2 separate regions of the Gossypium arboreum genome follow, and region 2 is linked to region 1. Evidence: chromatin contacts called from public Hi-C data. All regions are on one chromosome and are shown on one strand. The core of a region is the stretch at or near the end of the contact, and the rest is flanking DNA. Distances in the headings are between cores, read along the strand shown. Region 1 holds the start of LOC108464495. Region 2 holds the start of LOC108461117 (protein AIR1-like).

What was found. Hi-C and Micro-C count contacts between places; a contact is called where the count stands out from the background.
Region 2: a Hi-C map of leaf shows a contact between it and region 1, with 2.2 times the contacts expected there. The contact joins the promoter of LOC108461117 here to the promoter of LOC108464495 in region 1. A contact is called at or near these places in 2 of 5 Hi-C or Micro-C datasets (both in leaf).

The regions. Positions count from the first base shown.
Region 1 is chr13:39,488,919-39,493,586 of ASM2569848v2, reverse strand. LOC108464495 reads right to left here and starts at 2,485. Exons shown (of 7, transcript XM_017764825.2): 1 at 2,017-2,485; 2 at 1,653-1,742; 3 at 1,530-1,585; 4 at 1-861. The coding sequence starts at 1,532.
Region 2 is chr13:40,014,427-40,019,094 of ASM2569848v2, reverse strand. LOC108461117 (protein AIR1-like) reads left to right here and starts at 2,143. Exons shown (of 7, transcript XM_017760819.2): 1 at 2,143-2,672; 2 at 3,772-3,924; 3 at 4,019-4,180. The coding sequence starts at 2,319.

The DNA of each region.
Region 1 (4,668 bases), core at 1,236-3,735:
GTTGTCACCCTTCTTGTAGCTTTGACCGATAGATATGGCACTGTCATCTCCTTTACCATAGGTCTGACACACAGTTACAGAACTATCATCTGTCATGTATGTTTGACCCATGGATATGAAAGTGTTTTCACCCTTATCAAAGGCATTGCTCATTGCAAGTGCATTATTATCCTCACTTTTGTTATAGGATTGTCCCATAGACATGAAAACATTATTCTCCCTTTCATAGGTGTCACCAATAGGATCCCCTTTGTTATAAGAAGAACCCATCGGCATAATACCATCTTCCACCTTGTTGTATGCATGATCATTTGACACAGAGGTATTATCAACCCCATTAAACACATATCCCATTGATGCAGACATGATATTCTCCGAATCCTTAACCTCGCTGACTTTTACCTTCCTAATCCCACCAAGGTTTAATCCGGATCTAAGATCTTCTAGTGTATGAGACATAGATAAACAGAATGAAGAATCATTTGTAAATATATCTTCATTAAGCTTTCTCCCCATGACAACTTTCTCACTGCTAACTGATGGCATGCTTCGATCATCAAAATTCACAGCTCGAGCTGATTCGGTGTCGAATAACCGTTCAGCAAACTGCCCCGAGATCGAATGAAAACCAGATGCATTTCCCCATGGAGACAGGTTTGAATTCAAGATTCCAGAAAATAAGTTGGTAGTTGAAACTCCAACCGCCTGCTTCTTGTTAGGAAATATATCTGTCTCGGAACCATCCATAAACCATTGATGAGAACGCTTGGGCTCAATTCTAGATGAAGTATCATACACCATCTCACCATCGTTTAAGCAGCCAGCACCTTTCGTCATCCAAATGCCTTGATTCTGGAAAGACTGTTACATGTAACAAATTCCTAATCAGAGGCGTAGAAGAGAATAACAACAACAGTTGAATCTTTTTCATTGACCTAGTATCAAGATTAATCACGTGCCATAAATATTTATAACATAATTAATAGACAACTTCAGTAAGGTGAACTTTGTTTTTGCACCTATCTAAAGCTTGACTAGGCACACCAAGCATGCACTTGAAGAAGGATTGAAATAACTTTTGTTCTCTAGTGCTAATGTACAGCGCCTAAGGACGCACCTTGGTCCTTGACAACATCAGCAATTCAGCACCAACACACACAACTTACCAAGTAGAAAATTGTCAAAACTGACATTTTTCTTCACTCATATATACATACTTATATATGGTTCATCAGTGCATCCCCACCTAAATTACTCTATTACAACTGTTTGGCAATAAAAAACACAATCATCTATAGTTCTTTTTATTTTTTACCAAAAAGCATAAATTTTCAGTTGATACAGAATTTTAACCTTCTTTAACTATGCGAAACTACATTAGGGACAAGGCAATAAGCAATTGCAGAACAATTAATGATAAAAATTAAAACCACTGAATCAATCACAAAAGATACACATAAAACTGAAAAACAGCATCGAAAGCAACCATTAGACTCTTCTCCCATCACTTAAAGCACATAAAAACATACCATTTTTCTAGCTTTATTTCCAAGTTTTATTTGGATGAATCCTCGCTTCCACTTTGCTGTAACAGTCCAACAGTTAAAACTCTATCATATTGCATTAAACAAGGATCAAATTTACAACTTTACCACTAAACAGCAAAGTTCTATAACTCCTGGCTGAAGCAGAGACTGTGAAACTTCGTGAGAATTGAAGCCTTTAATAGCTAAAGTAATTATCTGCAAAATTCAGGGAATAAATCACTTGAAAAACTCAGAGAACAAATAATAGTCTCGCATAAGATGTATAGTCTTCAACCATTCCAGAAATCTATTACATTTCCAGTACCAAACACTGTAAAGCTCACTAATTAAAACAACATTTATTTTGAAGTAAACAAAAACTATAAGAGAGAAGAAATTTTCCTATTTTCCTCAATTTTTAGCCAAACGGATAATAGAGGGGAAAAGAAAAATAAAAAAAGCGAAGGAGAGATCTTCATTGTGGAAATACCTGCAATGAGAGGATTGATTTATTTACGAACACAACGATCGGTGATCGGAAAAAAGGAAAACCTTCCGGCAGTGGTTGACCGGAAATGGGACCGGCAATTGTACGGAAGATGATTGAAGCGAGATCTAAAGAGGGTGGAAAGGATTTTGAGGTTTTTGGCGGAAGAGATGATATAAGATGGTGCCTTTGCACGATCACATTCCATGGGCCCTCAATCGGACCGTACACGTGTACTTGGGTTTTTGTCAGATCTGATCTTGATCTGAATCTCTATACTCTATACGGCGTTTGAAAACAAAAATCGGATAATTATTGAGTGGAATAGAAACTTAAATATTTAATCTCCGTAAAATTAACATGAAAAATCGAAATTTTATATCATATAAATTTATTTGGCTTTATCGGTCATAAAAATATAATACATGAAATTCAACATTCATTAAAGTGATTTAAACTGTCTCTAATTTTTATGGTACCTTAAAATGTTGGATTGTATTTTATAATAAAATTATGAGTGAAATATGATATTATATTATTTAATAATTTATTTGATTGAAATGTAATATTTATATATTTGATAGACAAATATAATATCACTTAAAAATAAATTTTATCATATTGTCCTTATTATAAAATTTTGTCTTCTTTCATTTAAATTTTTTACTTTCAATATTTTCATAGCTTAAGGAATCCATTTTGATCTTATTATATAAATTAAATTCTTAATTATTTTTAACAACATTAAATGCAATAAGAGAAACTGCAACGACTTATATGATATAAAAGGAGAAAAATATTTCACATGTTGATTTATGTTGATTTAGAAAATAAAGTAATTGTATTCATGAACTTATAAATTTATTTCAAAGTCCAAATCTTAATTCATTTAGTAACTTGTACTTCTAAATTTGCTTTTCATTCCTACCAATATGTAATCCTTGAAAATATGGATGGCTTTTATCCTTTTATTTAATTGTTTTTTTTAATTGTACAAAAACGGTTCTGGAAAATAAAGGAGCATTTAGCCTTAGTCTTTGCAAATGTTGTGCGGGAAAATAAAATCTTATAAAAGCAAAAGACAAAATAGATAAGTCCCTGTTATTTTTAATTATTGAAATTATATTTATTAATATAATAATATCGAACATTAATTTGTCTCAAATTTATATTTCATTCGAATCTTAGATAATTTAAAAAAGGTAGTAATGAGATTACTATTTTGTAATGTGAGATTACAAGATGATTGAAATGTTAACACTCTAAATATCATAATCTTATTTCAAAATGTAACATTACAAGTCATAATATTACATTCGATTAACCAAACTAACATTAAAGCATTAAAACTACTAGCCTTCCTTGCAAGTGTATCAACACACCTACTTCCTTTACCAAAAGTATGTTACAATTGGTTATGTGGTATAATCTTCAAAATATTCTTGACAATCATTAGTTAAGGATTCAAGCATGATGTTATCAGATGCAGGTCTTTTCATTAAACTAATCACAAACAATGCACCGAGTTCAATAAGTAAGTGAGATATGTTCATATCTTTTGTAAGTAAAAAACCATCTCATAACGCCTAGATTTCAGTGACCATATTGCTTGTAAGGCTAATAAAACGACGGCTTATAAGAAGGAAGACATCGTTAAGTTAGCTTCTTCTTTATTCTAGATTGGTCTTCGACCATTAAATATCAATTTATAAGATTACAACACTTTGGTGAGTTGTGTAAGGTCTATTTCCTAAGTTATAAGCGACTTTAAAGCCTTCAAAGTCCTTAAATAAAGTTTTAATCACCATTTCAATATAAGTATTATAGTCCAACCACTACAAGAAAACAGAGTTTTAGCAGCGTTTTTTTTAGCCTTTAGTGACGCTTTTAAGCATCGCAAAAACTATTAGCGGTGTTTTCCCAAGCGCCACAAAAAACGCCGCTATAGGAGACGCCGCCAAATTTTGCGGCGTTTATCCGAAAAAAAACGCCACAAAAGATCAAGACTTTTAGCGGCGCTTTTTTCACAAACGCCGCTAATTTTGACATATTTGAAATGTACATTTTTCACCAATATCTAACCCTTCCTGCATTAAATCGAACTAAAAACAACAAATATAGCATGAAATCCAACCAAAAACAGCAAATGTAGCATAAAAAATACAATAAAAAACATTAAATCTAAATGATACTTTAAATTCAACGAAAGATCTATGATATAATTAATAAATTAAGTAATATTCTTACAATAATGTTAAATGTGACAATGTTAAAAACATTCTTACAAGGAGAAAACTAATGTCTAAGATGGCGGCTTTTGCGACTGCTGAAACATCTGCATCATTTGCTGAAGCTGTAGCTGGAGCTGGAGCTCATCGTACTTTTCGCTTCTGCTTTCGCTACCATCATCGCCGCCTCTGCCTTCCTCATTCTTGTCATTGCCTCCGCTCTAAGTTGTTGCTGGAGTTCTTCATATTTTCTTTGAACCTCGGCAATTTGCTCAACCGTGTTCGTTTGCATCTGAGCTATCTGGTCTCTTAACCTCTAAACTTCAGCTTGAGCTTGACTCCCGGAAGGCATGTATTGCTGGGAGCCGGATCCAAAATATTGGGTCGGAGTAACACCAGATCCTTGAAATCGAACCCGACTGTACCT
Region 2 (4,668 bases), core at 894-3,393, 530 kb before region 1:
CTATTTTAGAGTTTTTGAAAAAAAATCAAATTTATGAAATTTTTCTAGAATATATATTTTGAAAATTTAAGTTTTATTTTGCAAATTTCTAAAATTTAAATTACTTTATTTTATTTTTATATACTATTTTGACTTTTTAAAATTTATATATTTTATAATTTTATAAAAAATATTTTTAAACTTTTAAATTATTTATATATTATATATGATTTCTTTTACATTTTTAATCCATATAATATATATAATATTAAAAATAAAAAGAAGGCTGATGTGGCGTGTTCTAATAATGCCACCTAACAGTTTGAATTTTTTATAATGTTGTGGGCCAATTTGAGTAATAGAACAATAAAAAAAAGTTTAGATACTAAAGTAAGAAAATATGCACGGTTTGGGGCTGAATTCAGCATTAAACCTTTATTTAGGTAAGGAAAAAGTAAAGGGCGTTGAGTATTTTTGCTTCCCTTGAATTACTTAATTTTTATTTACCCCAATTTGAAGGAAAAGTTAGAGAATGGAAATTAAGATTTCTGAAATAACATTTTATTTTATTACTTTTTACATAAATTATTTTACCCAAATGATTATATTAACACTTTAGGGTGAAAATTTTTATTTTAATAGATAAAATTTTGTTGGCAAGATGATATTATTCATTTAATTTTTTAGGTCTATTACTAGAAACGATAAACACCCAACAAAAGTCACAATTTAGGTCCAAAGTTATTTATTTAATATGTAAATTAAAATTCAATTGTAATTTATACTACAATAAAAAGCGTTGAGTTGGTGTTAAGAATTAATTTTAAAATAATTTAATAATTATAAAATTATATTAATAAAATAAAACGAATGGTACTGAAACAAACATTATTCTTTAGAACGTGTTTGAAAAACCACCCATTAATTGGATTTGAATACAATCACTTGTAATTACATATATTTAGTATGTTTAAGTAACCCATAAAATTGAAATATTAAATAATTTATTAAAATAATAAATTATATTAATAATTATTATATGATTAAATATAAATAATTAAATATATTTTTAATAATATTAAAAATATAATATTTTAATAATTTTAAAAATAAAATAAAATTTATTTTATATATGTAATATTAAAAACAAAAGGGCACGTGACATATTCTAATAGAGTCATGTAGACTGTCAACGATGGTTAACAGATGGTCAATATCAATTAACAGTAGTCAACGCAAGTTAATGGTTTATCAAAGTCAAAAGTTTTTTAATATTTAATTATTTAAATACTTAATAATATAATTTTTAATTTTTAATTTAAATTTAGTGTTTTTATTTTAAATAAACTAATTGTCATGTGACACATTTTGATTGACACCAAATGGTAACTAATTTTTTTAATGCTATTAGAAAAATTGAACTAGATAATGGAATGATAGTTTAAGTATAAATCTGAAGCAAAAAATTTAGGTACTAAAATGAGAAAGTAAGATGTCGTTAAGCCTAAAATTAAATCTAAAGCAATTAATGACATTAGTTCGGGAAAAAAATTAAATATTAAGGGCAGGTGACACATTCTAATAGAGCCATGTAGATTTTCAACAACAATCAACGACTGGTCAATGTCGATTAACAGTGGTCAATGCAAGTAATGGTTTATTGAAGTCAAAGATTTTGTTAATATTTAATAATATAATTTTTAAATTTAAATTTAGAGTGTGTTTTGATGGGCAGTGTGTTTACTTGCAGTTAATGTAAAAACAACAGTAGCAGTGAGATTAGATACTGTAACGACATTGTAACATGAGACAAAAAGTAAGTTAAACGCACCACATCATATCACACCGAATCATTCATCCAAACCTACCTTTAATACTTTTATTTTAAATAAATTAATTGTAACTAATACATTCTGGTTGGATGTGCGACTTGCACATTTTGATGGACATCACATTGTAATTGGTTTTCTTAATGCTGTTAAAAAGAATTCAACCAAATAATGAAATAATAGTTTAAGTAAGTAGCAATCTGAAACAAAAAATTTAAATATTAAAGTGGGAAAGCAAACTGAGTCGTTAAGCCTAAATTTAAATATAAAGCAATTAATGACACCAGTTTGGGAGAAAATTTAAATATAAAGCCCATAAATGCTGGATTTTTTGGGGCTAACTGGCCCAACTGTCTTTTTCAAATTTCAACCGCTAAATCCAATGACAGTAAAGGTCAAACAAAATAAAAACCCTAGTTTTCGTGGCACCGTTTAGGATATTTCCCTGCAGTTGCAGAAAACTGCAAACCCTAATTATCAAGAAAATTGCATTCCCTACAAAAGATCTTCATGGCGAAGAAGGGCAAGGCCAAATCAGCAAAATTTGAGATCGAAGAGAACGAATCGGGACCATTAGATTCGAAACCATTGATGGTACTAAGCAGTAGTGACGCCGACGAAGCCAATGAAGACCTAAGCTTGAAGATCGTGGAGAAAGCACTATTGGTGAAAGCGACGAGATTTAGTGAAGGATGCCACGGCGTTTCCGATGACCCAGGCGTCGTTTCTGTGGTGGGTTTGGCTTCGTCGTCACGCGGGGGATCTGATGTAGCTGGTACCAGTGGTGGCCGTGAACAGGCAGATTTGGATTTGGAAAGTAAGAAAATTGTTAGAAGGAAAAAGAAGAAAACGAAAACTGAGAAGGTTAAAATTCTGTTTTTGTTGTTTCTTCAGAAATGATTGTTTTGATCCAATGTGCTGCTCGGAGAAAAAAATAATGTAGTTGAAATTTATTTAAAAGTAATTTTTTTACTACAGAGAGTTGATGAGATGATACAAGTAAAGAATCATAAATTTGTGGAACTTTTAATATGATTTGAAGTGTTGTAAATATAGATAGGCTTTGGGATTTACGATTACTGTTTCAAATGAGGGATCCTCTATGCTTGTTTGCTATGATAATTTGAATTCCAGCTCGTTCCGCTTAGTTATTTGGTCAAACTATTTATTGAAGAATTGTTGGATAAGTCTTGTTGAATAAATATTTTCTGTTTGTTGGGTTAATAAGTTCTTGGTTTTTGTTCTGTCTCCTTCTCCAAGTTCGTTATGGGAGGTCTTCTTTACCGAGAAAACTTGACCTTTTCTCTTTTCCTGCAAACTTCTATCAGGAACCGGCCTCTTTTTTGATTTTTCCCTGTCTTTATCATTATTATTATTTATAGAATGCCTGCTATAGATTACAGTTCTTTGGTAATGCACTGATGCCCGCATTTGTGGTGGTTATTCACATTTTAGGGTGTGCAAGAATAAGGCAATCAAGGGGCGCCCTAGTTAGTGCTATAATATGCACTTTCAATGTTTATTTCAGTATCTCATAGATAGTGGAGATATCAAGTAATTTGATGAAATGAAAGAAGTGTAAAGAGGGTGACCTTACCTTCAGGGAGACTATCTTGCCTTTGGGTACTGATATTAATCTTATCACTGGGTAATTTATGGGCATAAAAAAGAGTTTCTGCTAGGAAAATGAAGGAAAGGAATCGTACTTTTGTTGTACTTCATAATTCCAATAATGCAACTCTGGTATGTTGGACTTGGCTTCAAAAAATAGTTAGAATTGGACTTTTAACTGTCAAGATTGCTTTTATTTCTGTTATGGTTTTCGTCACAGCTGGTTATGTATTGGTTTTTTTTTTCTCATTGAGTGTGTTGTTGAATAAATGTTGTACTGGATTCAATCTTGCAGCATGTTATATGGCTAACTTTTTATCTAATTTTGCAATCTCTTTTGTTATTGCACCAGGTCACAGTTGCAGAGGATGGAAATAAAGCTGAGATGATAGAGAAGGTTGAGACAGTTGAGGAGATTATTATGGCTAACGATGTAGAGACTGTTGAATCTCTTGACTCAAATACTGTAGACAAATCTGACAATATTGTACTCCGGAAGCTTCTTGTGAGTTTAAATATGTTCTTTGAACTGTGGTTTAGAAGAAAATTTCCCTTTGGTGGATTGGTTTTCAGCATCTCTTTGTTATTTTTTATATCAGCGGGGGGCGAGATACTTTGATCCTCCAGATAGTGGTTGGGAAACATGCTATAATTGTGGCGAAGAAGGGCATATGGCAGTGAACTGTAAATCTGCTTCAAAGCGGAAGAAACCATGCTTCCTTTGTGGGAGTTTGGATCATGGGGCTAGACAGTGCTCAAAGGTATGAACGGGAAGACTGATGTTTAAATTATTAAATATCTTTTAACTTCTAGCTTTCTGTTGAAGTTAATATCTTTTCTGAATTGTGCTGTGCCCTTTTTGGGTTGGAAGTGGGTGGGCCGTTTATGTTAATTTTTTTTATCTATTCATAGGTAGGAAATGAGTATTTTTGAAGTTACTACAATTTTCTTTCCTGGAAATGGTGGACACGCTTATGTGTTGCCTTTATAAAATAAGATGCTTAACACACTGGTGATATTACAATGATAAACTTTAGTGGTTAAGCAGGTACCTCCTTGTTTTCTAGTAGGCTTTAGCTCTTTGAAGGGTCTGTAGATCCAATTGTGGATGCATCATTTACCTATCACTTCTTTATGCCTTTCCTCTAATTGTTTCATTTTCAAATAGAAATTATAAAGTGGTCCTACCAGTGATTGTTAAAGCATGTTTTGAAAATTTTAATTGGGGCATTAGTATTGGTGTGCTTGT